Regions from separate parts of the Sus scrofa genome. Here all the other regions are linked to region 2. A link is a contact called in public HiChIP or PLAC-seq data. All regions are on one chromosome and are shown on one strand. Each heading gives the region's core, a stretch centred on a gene start, on an enhancer-like site or on the middle of the called end of the contact. The rest is flanking DNA. Distances are from core to core; before and after follow the strand shown.

What was found. HiChIP or PLAC-seq counts read pairs in DNA pulled down with a chosen protein or histone mark.
Region 1: a contact with region 2 is called in an H3K27ac HiChIP or PLAC-seq map of alveolar macrophages. The contact joins the promoter of CLSPN here to the promoter of NCDN in region 2. A contact is called at or near these places in 1 of 5 promoter capture datasets (fetal liver) and 1 of 2 datasets of contacts at active chromatin or transcription factors (alveolar macrophages).
Region 3: an H3K27ac HiChIP or PLAC-seq map of alveolar macrophages shows a contact between it and region 2. The contact joins the promoter of C6H1orf216 here to the promoter of NCDN in region 2. A contact is called at or near these places in 2 of 5 promoter capture datasets (fetal skeletal muscle and liver), 17 of 47 Hi-C or Micro-C datasets (adipocytes, adipose tissue, alveolar macrophages and 12 more) and 2 of 2 datasets of contacts at active chromatin or transcription factors (alveolar macrophages and skeletal muscle).

Annotation. Positions count from the first base shown.
Region 1 is chr6:91,965,423-91,969,684 of Sscrofa11.1, forward strand. It overlaps CLSPN (claspin), which reads right to left and starts at 2,648. Exons shown (of 26, transcript XM_021095923.1): 1 at 1,871-2,648. It overlaps AGO4 (argonaute 4, RISC catalytic component), which reads left to right and starts at 2,914. Exons shown (of 18, transcript NM_001194972.1): 1 at 2,914-2,932. The coding sequence starts at 2,914.
Region 2 is chr6:91,746,085-91,750,258 of Sscrofa11.1, forward strand. NCDN (neurochondrin) reads left to right here and starts at 1,466. Exons shown (of 7, transcript XM_021095914.1): 1 at 1,466-2,242; 2 at 3,105-3,245. The coding sequence starts at 2,210. It overlaps KIAA0319L (dyslexia-associated protein KIAA0319-like protein homolog), which reads right to left and starts at 1,706. Exons shown (of 21, transcript XM_021095912.1): 1 at 1,567-1,706.
Region 3 is chr6:91,888,884-91,892,993 of Sscrofa11.1, forward strand. It overlaps C6H1orf216 (UPF0500 protein C1orf216 homolog), which reads right to left and starts at 1,620. Exons shown (of 2, transcript XM_021095921.1): 1 at 1,407-1,620.

The DNA of each region.
Region 1 (4,262 bases), core at 1,398-3,897, 220 kb after region 2:
TGAGTTTAGGAGAGCTTATTCACTAGAGAACTTTGGTTTGGGAGAGCTCAGTCACCCCCTCGGAAAGGGGGTGTGAGTGCCTAGTGGGAGTGAGTTTTGGAAGGAGACTGTAGATCATCAGAGTGATCAAGAGTGACAAATGTGAGAGACAGGGATTAAGGCGTTGTAGTCCTGACTACGGCATAAAAACATGTCATACTCAGGTTTCTGGGGCTATTTTCAGTACAGGAAACAAGCTATGGTCTCTGCTCAACACATCAAATAGATTATAAGGGACATTTTGTTAGGAAGTGAGAGGGGGAAAGTCAGTCTCAAACCAGATTAGAAGGCATCAGCACTGAGTAAACTGTGGGAGGAATTTAGCCTGGAGTGGAGAAGGGAGGTGGCTACTAGGTTTAACTCAAAACTTGAACTTTAGTTAGTTTTTCTTATCCTCTAAACTGTCCACCAGTCTGTTCATTTAGTGAATACTTCCTTTTCTTCAAACTTTCTGTCCCTTTCATTGTTTCCAGTAAATATTTGGTTTAACAGAGAAGTAGTATGGCACTATGGAAAGAACTTGGAGTATGTTATCAGTAGACTGGAACCAGTTACTTGATTAAAAGTCCCAATTCCATAGCCAGCCAAGGCTGGAATCAGCTAGGAATAGAATGCAGGATTTTATTTATTTATTTATTTTTGTTGTTGTTGTTGTTGTTGTTGTTGCTATTTCTTGGGCCGCTCCCGCAGCATATGGAGGTTCCCAGGCTAGGGGTTGAATCGGAGCTGTAGCCACCAGCCTACGCCAGAGCCACAGCAACGCAGGATCCGAGCCGCGTCTGCAACCTACACCACAGCTCACAGCAACGCCGGATCGTTAACCACTGAGCAGGCAGGGACCGACCGCACTCATGGTTCTAGTCGGATTCGTTAACACTGGCCACGGGATCTATTTTTATTTTTTATTTTTTTGTCTTTTTAGGGCCGCACCCACGGCATGTGGAGGTTCCCAGGCTAGCAGTCAAATCGGAGCTACAGCTGCTGGCCTATGCCACAGCCACAGCAACTCGGGATCTGAGCCACTTCTGCGACCTACACCATAGCTCATGGCAATGCTGGACCCTTAACCCACTGAGCGAGGCCAGGGATCAAACCTGCAATTTCATGCTTATTAGTTGGGTTCGTTAACCACTGAGCCAAGATGGGAACTCCTAGAATGCAGAATTTAGAACTCAAATTTTTCCATGCTTTTCTGTCCTATCATGCAATGCAGAGCCTGACTTTCTTAGCTTCCCTAAGTTTTAGTCTCCTCATCCATACTGATAACTTTCTTAATAATATCTACTTTATAGGTGGTTGTGAAGATTAAATGACATGTGAAGCCCATAAGACAGTGTCTGGCCACAATGTGCCCCTAATATTTTTTTAATAATTTTTATCATACAGAAATTACTTGGCTCTATGGCTGCACACGGAAAGTGTTCAAATGACTATCTCACTACACATGTTATAGGCTGAATTGTGTCCCCTCAAAATTCACATGTTGAAATCCTAACCCCCACCCCATTATTTCAGAACTTGCTGTATTTGGAGACAGGGTCTTTAGGGAGGTAATTTAATTAAATCGAAGTCTGTAAGTTGAACCTTAATCCAGTATACTGGTGTCCTTATAAGAGGACATTTGGACACAGAAGGAAAGCCATGTGAAAACACAGGGAGAAGACGGCCATCTATAAGCAAAAGAGAGAAATCTTAGAGAAACCAACCCTTGATGTGGGATGTCTAGCCTCCATAACTGTAAGAAAATTAACTTCTGTTGTTTAAAATCACTCAGTCTGTGGTACTTTTGTAATAGCAGCTCTAGCAAATGAGTACAGCATATGCATTGTACCTTTTTATCTGGTGGACAGAGATCTGTCTCATTCTGAAGACTATGTTCTTCAATTTAAAGTCCCAACTAAACACCCCAGCTGGCTCTGCCGGGCTGACCATGCCATCTTGGAGTGGGGTTTTGCTCCTTTGGCTCTTGGCTGCTAAGGTGACGTCATCAGAGATCGCAAGTCATCAGAGAAAGCAAGACTTTTCAGTGACTAGTGACTTGCTGAGCAGAGGTGCTCGTCATCGTCTGCAAGAGAATGCATCGTTCATCATAGTCCATTCCCGTGGTGCTTTCAGCTACATGGGTCAGGACCGGCACCTCAGTGTACAGTCTTGGATGAAGAAGTGGAGGGAAAATGCTGTGTCTGTGGTGACCCCGGTGTTTTCAGTCCTGGGACACTCACTGGAGAGAGAGAAGACAGAGGTGAAAGAAGAGGTCTGAAGTGGGAGATCTCGGGACCCTTTCCACCGACAGAAGTGGAGAGCTGTGTCTGTGGATCCGGGGTTCTGGTCCCCATCTTTCGCGGAGGCTCTGGGAGTGTAGCGTGTAGGGCCCCACGGCCCTTCGCCCAGGAAGGCCGCCCTGGGCCACAGGACAGTGCAGGCGGGCGCGCGCGCACTCGACACATCCTCGGGGTGCTGCCCTCTCTGGGCAAGCGCCCGCCCCCCTCTCCACCCTGCCCCTGCCCCCCGCCGGGCTGGGTGGACCCGGCGTCCGGGGCCGCGCACGCCTCCTCCGCGAGCCAGGACCCCGGGCCGCGCGCGCCCCACAACCCGCGCCCCCTCCCCGCCTGGCGGGCGCGCGCCCCGGCTCCCGCTCCCGCTGGCAGCGGCGGCGGCGGGGATTGTTTTTGTTGCCGCTGAGGCCGGAAGAGCCGTGGGAGCCGAGTCCCTGTCCCCCGGCCGGGCGCCGCCGCCGCCCCCTGCCCAGCGCCCGCGTCTCCGCGGCGCCCCCCCAGCGCCAATATTCCGGAGATCAAGCGTTACGCGGCGGCGGCGGCGGGGCCCGGAGCGGGAGGCGCCGGGGACCGGGGCGAGGCGGCCCCCGCCGCCGCCATGGAAGCAGTGGGACCCGGTGAGGAGCGCGCTCGGTCTGGGACGGGGACTGCACCCCGGCACGGGTGGGCAGGAGGGCCGGCCGCTCCCTGTGGCCCTCATCGAGTCGCGCGTACCTGGGTTGGGCCATTAGGCCTGGGGGAAGGGGACTGGTGCCCCATGGCACAAGGCAGAGGGAGCTGACCTGGGCCTCGGGGCGGGGGGGCGCGGGGACCGCGCCCCAACAAGGAGAGATGAGCCAGTTCTTAAGGTCTAAGAGAGGGAGGCCCAGGAAGGTGACCTGCGTACCCAGGTAGAGGGGAGACCTGACCCAACCTCAGAGAGCTGTGCTCCGCGGTGGAGGCGAGGCCAGTTTGGGCCTCAGAAGGGACGATCTGTGCGCAGTGGAGGCCTGTACCGGCAAGGACTACCCCACCTACTACCAGGAGTATTTTTGGCTTGAGGCCGCACCCCTATTTTTCTTTGCACTGGCAGGCAGTTCAGAGCCCTCAGATAAAGAAGAAAGAGAACTTCCCTTAAACACTTCTCATTACCACCGAAGGCCAAGGGGCAAAGTGCCCACCCTTTCTCAAAGGCCCTGAAATCTTGGGGAATCTAGTCCTATGCCTCGGTCTGTGAGTCTGTGTCACAGACCCAGTGATCTGTGCTAGTGCCTTAGTGACGGCCGAGTTACTCGCCAGCGCGCGCGCTCCAGCAGAAGCTTTAACGCCCCAAGTGTCTTCTAATTGGGTTATGGGTAGTTGTGAGGATCAAATGAAGGAGAAAGTGCTTTGGAAACTGTAATTCCCCATCATTGTGAATGGCCTCTGGTTATCTCCCCAGTTCTGCCCAAAGCGGGGGAACCATTCCTGGTTGTAACCAATACCCTGCAGATTGGCATCTGGTGTTCTTACTTGGAACCCCAACAAGTTTCTAATGTCTTGGCTAAGTAGGGCAGGGTTTAGGGGCTGTGTTAGAATTAACTTTTAACGTTATACCTTGTCTACACAGTGGACTTTGTTGTAAAGCATTTCATTTTTATAGTGTGTAGAAAATTCAGTCTACCATTTGAGCTTGGAAACTTTGCAGGTTTGTTTACTTAAAACTTGTTTACATAGCTGAATGGTGAAACCCCACCTTAATTTGCTACTTAAAGTATTTTTTAAAGGCCCTCATAATCAAATTTCACATGCCTTTTAAAAATAAATTGGTTTTGTCACAATATTATTTGATCACCCTCAATGTGAGTATTACACTGGGCTATTTCAGCTATGTCCCCCGGCTAAAGGCATGATCAGGTCTTTAGGAATGTGACAGACTTCTGTTCAAATCCAGTCTAGTAATTTGATAGTTGTATAACCTTGGGCAAA
Region 2 (4,174 bases), core at 216-2,715:
CATGAGAGAGAGGCAGTTATTTTCCTGTGAACTCCCAGCCATTCCTCCGAAACCTACAATTGCCTAAGGGCACAAATCACTCCTAGGGTCCAGCCAGAGGCTTGCTGACCAGAGGCAAGAACAATACATCACCAAGATCCAAATGGTTTGTTATAGAAGCAAAGGGAAACAGCCCATGGAGAGAACACACACCCCCACAATACTTGACAAATGAAAATCTAGAAAAGCTTGCAATAGTTCTGGCATTTAGGGCGTTACAAGTACACCCGAAATAAAAGCACTCTCTGTTGCAGCAGCTGTTCAGACAGAGCAGGGGGTAATGTTTACTTAATACTTCAGGTTGATGGGGGATGTATCATAGTTCAGTCTGTCAGCTACATACGTGGAACTCCATTTATGTACCCAGCGATAAGATATGTTTGAGCAACGACAGAGCACGGCTGAAACAGCCTATTCAGCTGGTATGAGTAATCAAGAATAAAGCTCCTTAAAAAGAAAAGTCTAAGATATTTGGGAAAGTTACAGAACAGACTGCCATGAATAGCTTTGCTTATATTTGCAGACATTGTTTTCCAAATAGCTGGAAAAATGAACAGATTGTTCTGGGAGGTCGTCTTTCCAGTTTGTTCCTAGCTTCCAGTCTGATTAATCAGATAAGAAAACACACGGAGAGTCGGCTAATGCTCCTCACTAACTGCATCTACTGTCGGTTGGACACAACCTCCCTGAGGTGAGAGAAAGCAAAGCTTTCCTGGAATCTCGCCAGAGGTCTTTTCTCTTGACTTCCTTCATTTCACCTTTGTGCTCACTGCGGCCACCACAGGACCCTTCTGTGGGGCATAATTTTCCAAGTCCTGAATAAGACAGGTTTCGCATCATAATTCACACGTAGTGCTCAGCCCCGCCCCCCTTATTCTGTTCAACTTTCTGTCTTGGTGGGGGAACAAACACCAGGGACAGTAGCTATGGGCGAGGGAAGAAGACCAGCTGAGTTTCGAGGCCATTCTGTCTGTCGGGGAATAGAGGGAGCCGCATGACCAGGCCCGGGCGGGATTCAACCTGGAACTCGAGCTCCGAACCTGCAAAACCAGAAACAGCTGGCTGCTCTAGTGGGACCAGGAGCACCACCTCCGGGTCCCAGCGCACACACAGAAAGAGCCTCTCCCGCTTGCCCCTCCCTTGAGCTCGTGGTCCTCCGCCTGGCAGCCAGCCGCCCCCGGCCACCTACCGGGGCTCAGGGCCACACAGCGGGGCCCCGGCTCTCGGCGGCCTCCGCCTCCTCCCGGTCCATGGGGTCAGGGCCCCAACCTTCGCTCCTCTCACCCAGAGGAGGAGGAAAAGGAAGAAGGGGGTGCGGGCTCCCCACCGGGATAGCTCCCTCTCGCCTCAGCCTCTCCGGTCAGCTACGGCGGCCGAAACACCGCCCCCTCCCACCTCCCGGGCTCAACCCGGAAACACACTTCGCATCCTAAGCAAGCCCTCCTGCCCCCGGAAGCTCAATTCCATCCTCGAGCCAGAGGTGGAGGAGGGATAGTGCCGGGGGAGGGGGGGGTTAGAACTACGCACGAGCGAAGGAAGCGGGGTCCCCAAGGTGTCGCCTCCTGCTCTTCCGAGGCGGTCTGCACCTTCACCCGCCCTGCGGAGCCCCAGGCCTCAGACTCTGGCAATACCCATAAGCAAGATGGCGGCAGCGGCAGCACCCCCTACGGCTTAGCGCCCAGCCGTGCCATTGGCCAGAGCCTGGAGTGAGGCCGCGGCGGATTGGTCGAGAGCGGTGCGGGGGTGGGGGTGGAGCTGCAGCAGCCTGGAGCCAGGAGTGGGCAACGCGGCGTGAGCAGCGGCCCCAGGCTCCTGGAGCATCGCGCTCGGAGAAGACTTCGCTGCTCGGGGCCGCAGCCTGGTGAGCTCAGCCCCCTTCAGGCCCTCCCCTACATCCCAGCTGGGGCCACTCGGAGCCGGCGCTGATCGATGCCCACACACCCCGGGGACCCTATCGCGACTCCATCGCGCCATATCGCGACATCACCGTGCTCTGTCGAGACTCCATTTTGTCACAGCCCTTTTCAGTATATAGCTATATCTTTTTTTACAAATTTGCCCTGTCATCTTTGGGGGCTGTCCCATGTCGTGATTTTGCCGTGATCTCTCCGTGACATCACCGCGCCATCGTGAAGTGTGATCTCATCGCCGCCCTGTCGTGACTTCATCAATGTCGTGTTGTGACCTGGCTGCTGCGGGACAGGTGGTGACCGCCAGGAATCCTCCTCCCCTTCTCATCTCCCCATCTCAGCAGCCCCGCTTCGATTATCCGGCTTTTGGATTCTCCGTTGTCCTGGGAGCTACCCGGGACCCCTTCTTGCTTCTCCAGCCCCTTCCGGCATCGACAGGCTGGTAGCCGGGCGGGGAGGGCGAGGAGAGGGAACGCAAAGGGTTAATTCTGCTGTTGCTTCTGCTGCTGCTGCTGCTGCAGCTTCTGCCCGAGGGAGGGAAAGGAGAGGAGGCAAGGAGCCTGCGGGGGCGACTGAGAGACCTGGCTGGAGGGGTGGGGTCCCCAGAGGGGCCTCCTAGCCTTCCCTGGTCAGCGCCCTGTTTCTTCACTTCTGCTGAAGCTTGTCTCCTGCCTTTTCTGAAGAAGGGAGGGGAAAGGAAACCCAAGATGCCCTTTTCCCTCTTGTCGGCCTGAGTCCGGATAATCGAACTTCACCCATGTATGTTTCCATTCCTCCTTGTCTGTCCTCACCACTCCTTCCCTGTATGCCTGATGGAGGGAAACAAAACCTGGCCTTTGGTGCCAGGTGGCAGCGGAGCAGTGGGGCCAGCCCCCTCCCACCCCAAGGAAATTGGTGAGGTTAGCTGTCCAGCTGGGCAGCAGGATGCATGGTCCTTCTTTCCCGCTTTCTGGAGGTGACCTTGGACCAGGGTCCCTTCTTCATCCCTAAGGACTTGTGGGTCCAGCCTCTTATAGGGGCTTCCCCAAGGGAGGTCAGTTCTGAGGAGTCCGTCCCTCCTGATCCTCCCCTCTGTGCTAATCCTTCCCTCCATCCTCCACTCCCACCCCCACCCCTCCTCTGCAGAGGGATGCTCAGTCCCTCTTGTGTTCACAGTTGGGCAAGGCGGGCATCATGGCCTCGGATTGCGAGCCAGCTCTGAACCAGGCAGAGGGCCGAAACCCCACCCTGGAGCGCTACCTTGGAGCCCTCCGTGAGGCCAAGAATGACAGCGAGCAGTTTGCAGCCCTGCTGCTAGTAAGGAACTGACTGAAAATTGGGAAGTGGGGAGGGCCGGGTGGTTGGGCCCCCAAGGAATGGGGTCAACAAGTCCCCAAAGTGGTGCTGGTAATCCTGTGGCACCAAAGAAGGCCCAAGGCATCTACCTGTGAACTCAGTTTTGCTCCCCTGAGTGTGGGAGCAAAGGGGAGAACAGGGGTTTATTCACCCCCTGGGAGCCTTGGAGGAGGCTGCCTAGGTCTGCTCTCTGGGGCATCCCAGAGCAGATGGGAGCTGACTCATAGGGTAACAGCAGCAGGTAGTAACTAGTGCAGAGTACTTGAGGGCTGGGGATAATTGTTCTGGGGGTAGAGAGAGTAGTGGGACTGGGAATGACTGGGAAAGGGTCCTAGGGGATAGCCAGGATGGCAGTATGTAGGTTGAAGGTGAAGGATCTGGTTCGGGGCTTGACCCCATTGGAGGAACTCAAGCTGGGGACAGCAGAACAGGAGCTGCAGTGCTGGGGGGGGGGGGTGTTGGTGTGTGGGGGGTGAAGGGAGGAGGGAGTACAGCCGCTGCTTGTTTGCCATGGCAACAGGAAGAAGGCTCGAGAGTCAAGGGCTCACACTGCAGCAGAGGAGGTGTTTAGGTGAAACGTAAGGGGAAATGTTTTGACAGGCAGAGTGGCGAGACACAGGAGCCATTTCCCCTAAGAGGTGGCGGGAATGGATTAGAGACTTCTCTGGAGAGAGCAATTAGGGAGGTCCCCTAAATCCTTGGAGGATTTTTAACACTGAGTACTAAGCCTCTTCCAACTCTGGTTATGGGCATCTAGCTTAGACATCACGAAGAACTTCTCAACTAACGAGGTGATGAAATGGCAGAACAAGTAGTTGAGGAGGACCAGACCTCTCTTCCACAGGGGTTATCATAGATGAGGGATCCCAGAGGTCACACCTATCTGTCTC
Region 3 (4,110 bases), core at 370-2,869, 140 kb after region 2:
ACAATTCCTTTTTGTACCTCAAAACTCAGCTCTAATAGCCCCACCTCTCTAAGCCATCTGGATATTCTCCCCTCTGCCCAAAAGACACTAACACAGCTAACTGTGCCTTCTTCTGAATCCCCACTGCCCTGGGTCTTTTTGCCATTTTCTTGGGCTGCTCCTGCGGCACATGGAGGTTCCCATGCTAGGGGTCGAATTGGAGCTGTAGCTGCAGGCCTACGCCAGAGCCACAGCAACGCGGGATCCGAGCCGTGTCTGCAACCTACACCACAGCTCACGGATCCTTAACCCACTGAGCAAGGCCAGGGATCCTAGTCGGATTCGTTAACCACTGAGCCATGACGGGAACTCCCATGTTTGTTTCTTGATGGTCAGTAAATGTCTATTCAAGTTTTTGGGGTTTTGCTTTTTTATCTGTCTTACAATAGCAGCTTCCACTTCTGGCTCTGTGACTAGAGATAGAATTCCTCTATATATCTTCCATCATATTCAGGAGCCAGTATGGAGCCTGGCACTAACCAGGTACAGTAGATCCTTGCCGAGTGAGTGTGTGAATGGGGGAGGGGGACTGCAGTGGGATATCTATGCTCAGGAAGACCCCAACAACAGTAGCAGAGGCTACAGCTGAAGCCTAGGTTCGCCCCTCTGCTCAGAGAGGAACCCCCTCCCCCACTGACAAGCCTCTCTCCCCTGACCCGGCCCTTTGAAGCCTCCATGTCTAGCACAATCCCGGTGCCCCTGCCTCTAGCTTGCTCCATCCTGAGGCCCTGGAAAGAGGGCATGCCCCATTATTCTTCCTCCCCAACAACCGACCTCTCCCAAAATTAGTGTTTACTTGACGAGAGCTTTCTATTGACCATATATTACTAGGATTCGAAAAAGTGGGGGTTCAGTAAGAGTGAGGGATAGTGTAAGTGGAGGGAGCAGGGACCCTTCCCACATTCAGTAGTGGGAAGAGGTCCTAGGAGCAACGGTTTAGGGACAGTCCCTTTGTAACCTACACACTCCATCCTGTTAAGCAAGGGGCTTGGAGATCTTCCTGGCCCAATGTTTTCTTTTTTTCTAAGCTTGGGCGGGGGCCGTGAGGGAAGCTGGGATGAGTGGAGGTGGTACTAAGAATCACGGGGTTCTCAGAGACGGTAAAATGGGAATGGAGACAGCCCAGGATCAGGTTTCTCTCCAAGCTAATTAGCAATTTGCCGAGGTGGGGCGCTCTGTAAGGGTGGGAGGAGGCAGCCCCCCTTCCTGCCTAGCCTTGAGGGGGTGGGGGAAGGAGACTACCCCGGGAGACCGAGGATACTGACGGCCCTTCCTTAATCTCCCCCAAAGAGGCAGCTGGGCCGAGGCTGCGACCCCCGCCCCCTGCGGCAGGGGTCCAAACCCTCCCGCTCCGGGCCCCCACTCACGGCCTGGAGGCGCCGGCCCGCCCAGCTAGCTCTGTTCCGAAGGCCCGCGGCGGGAACTCTTCCGTCGGGGTTGTGGCGGGGGCGGGGGGGGGTTGTCCCTTGGCCTGGGCGTCCACGCGGGCAGGGGCGTGGGTGCGGGTTTTCGTGTCGCGCTCCCACCCAGGCCGGGACTGCGGAGTCGCGCGGCGTCAGCGCGGCGGGGCGGGGCGGCCAGGCCCACGTGGGTCGGTTCGGTTTTCCGCGGAGCCGCGCGAGGGCCGGAGCGCTGGAACCGCCTCCTGAGCCTTCGGCACCTTTGACCCAGCCCTTGCAGACTCTGTTTTATTTCATAACTGCGTTCACAGGATCCCTCCGATCGGTTTGCCTCACTGCACATTCAGTGACATTTTCAGAATGAAAATCTGATCATGTCTCCACCTTCCTGCCTAAAACCATTCAATGGCTTCCGCATTGCAGGCTAAATCCTTAGGGCAGCAGCCGTGGGGCTCTGAGCATCCTGCTTCACCTCTGCGGCTTCAGCCTGTGCCCTCGCCTCTGCAGCTGGGCTTCACGCCCCTTCTGCCACACTGTTCTCTCTGCCGAAAATTCTCTCCCCCATCTCATATTTCGGATCTCTTCTCAGAAAAACCTCTAACCTCCCAGATCAGATTAGTCCCCCCTTTTTATGTTATCCTCCAGGGTGTTTTATTCCTTTTCTTAATAGCAGCTATCACCATTTAAAGTTATATGTTTCTTTTGTGCTTATCTGATTAAAGTCATTTAATGAACAGAGTAATTGCTGACTCTATTGATAAAACCGAAAAGCACTGGCTGTTAAGGAGAGGCAGCCCCAGAAAAAAATATGGGACAAATTTAGCCTTCAGGTCATAGGATCTTCCAGAAGATCCCTTCTACACCCTCACCTTTACTGGACAAACCAAGCAATTGGCTATAACTTCCCCATGCTCCCCCCTCCCCCTGCCAATTAAAAACAAGCACAACTAGGAGTTCCTGTTGTGGCTCAGCAGTTAACGAACTGACTAGTGTCCATGAGGACTATGGTTCGATCCCTGGCCTCACTCTGTGGGTTAAGGTTCTGGCAGGCCATGGTGTAGGTCACAGACGCGGCTAGGATCCAGCGTTGTTGTGGCTATGGTGTAGACCGGCGGCTACAGCTCCAGTTGGACCCCTAGCCTGGGAACCTCCATAAGCCATGGGTGCGGCCCTACAAAAGACAAACAACAACAACAACAAAAACCCTCAACTAAACTAATATGGATTCATTTTTGAGTCGTAATACATTAGAAAATACCATTGTCTTTCCCCCTCCTTTCTTTTGCTTTTTTTTTTAAGAGAATTTGAGTCTGATCTCTATGATGAGGCATCCTCTTCCATTCCCAGCTTAATTCTAACTTCCCACTCTGCAATAGAGATTAAATGGCAAATTAAATCACACCAACACATCCTGTAAACAAAATAAAGGAAGTGGAAGAGAAAAATCATTTTATGATTAGGACAACTATTTTAAGAGAGAAAAGGAAATAAAACGGAAAAGGAAGAAGTAACTCAAGCTTTGGGTACTCCCCCAGCTAAAAATATATATGCGGAGGGAGTTCCCATTGTGGCATAGAAGAAACAAATCTGACTAGTATCCATGAGGATGTGGGTTTGGATGTGGGTTTGCCTCACTCAGTGGGTTAAGGATCCAGCCATGAGCTGTGGTGTAAGTCGAAGATGCGGCTTGGATGCCCACTTGCTGTGGCTGTGGCATAGGCTGGCAGCTGCAGCTCTGATTCAATCCCTAGCCTGGGAACTTCCATATGCCGTGGGTGTATCTCTGAAAAAAAAAGAGCAAAAACCAAAAAAATGTATACACATGCAGAGACCTCCATCCCATTTCTACATCAGGTCCTGAGGCCTAACTAGCCTCCCTTTCCCCTTAATCACTCTAACTTCCCCTTACCTTCAGCTGGAGTTGTCTTCCCTAGGAAGTGACCCAAATCCTCACTTGTGAAGTCTCTGAGCTTTGGCGGTCTACAGTAATGCCAGTCTCCCCATGTCACACAGCCACAACATTGTTTGATTGTTTGGTGGGCCCTAGACAGCTCCTCCTGCCTCTCCTTCCAGCCCCGTCTCTCCCAGCTCTAACTAGATGGGTCAAATGGGAGCCTGATGAGTCCAGAAACAGGACTCCTGCTCTAGGTGAGTCAGACTCCTTCTCTAGGACTTTCTGAAATAAAATGAAAGGAAGACAAAGCAGGGAAGATGTGAGCCCAGGGCTATAGCAATCACATTCCCTGCCAAGCAGAAGTCAGTCTGTAGAAGGAGAAATTAGTGTTGACATACAGACACAGAAAGATAGAAGGCCTGGTGATAGTCCTGTTCCTGTTTCCTGAAGTCCTTGTATTCCTTGCAATAAGCCCCTTATTTTGCCAAGCCTAATTTGAGTGGAATTTCTTTCACTGTAAAACAACAGAATCCTGAATTTTTATTTATTTATTTATTTATTTATTTATTTTGGTCTTTTTAGGGCCAATCCGTAGCATAGGGAGGTCCCCAGGCTAGAGGTTGAATCGGAGCTGTAGCCACCAACCTCCACCACAGCCACAGCAATGCCAGATCCGAGCCACGTCTGCAAACTACACCACAGTTTGGGGCAAAGCCAGACCCTTAACCCACTGAGCAAGGCCAAGGATCAAACCTGCGTCCTGACAAATGCTAATCA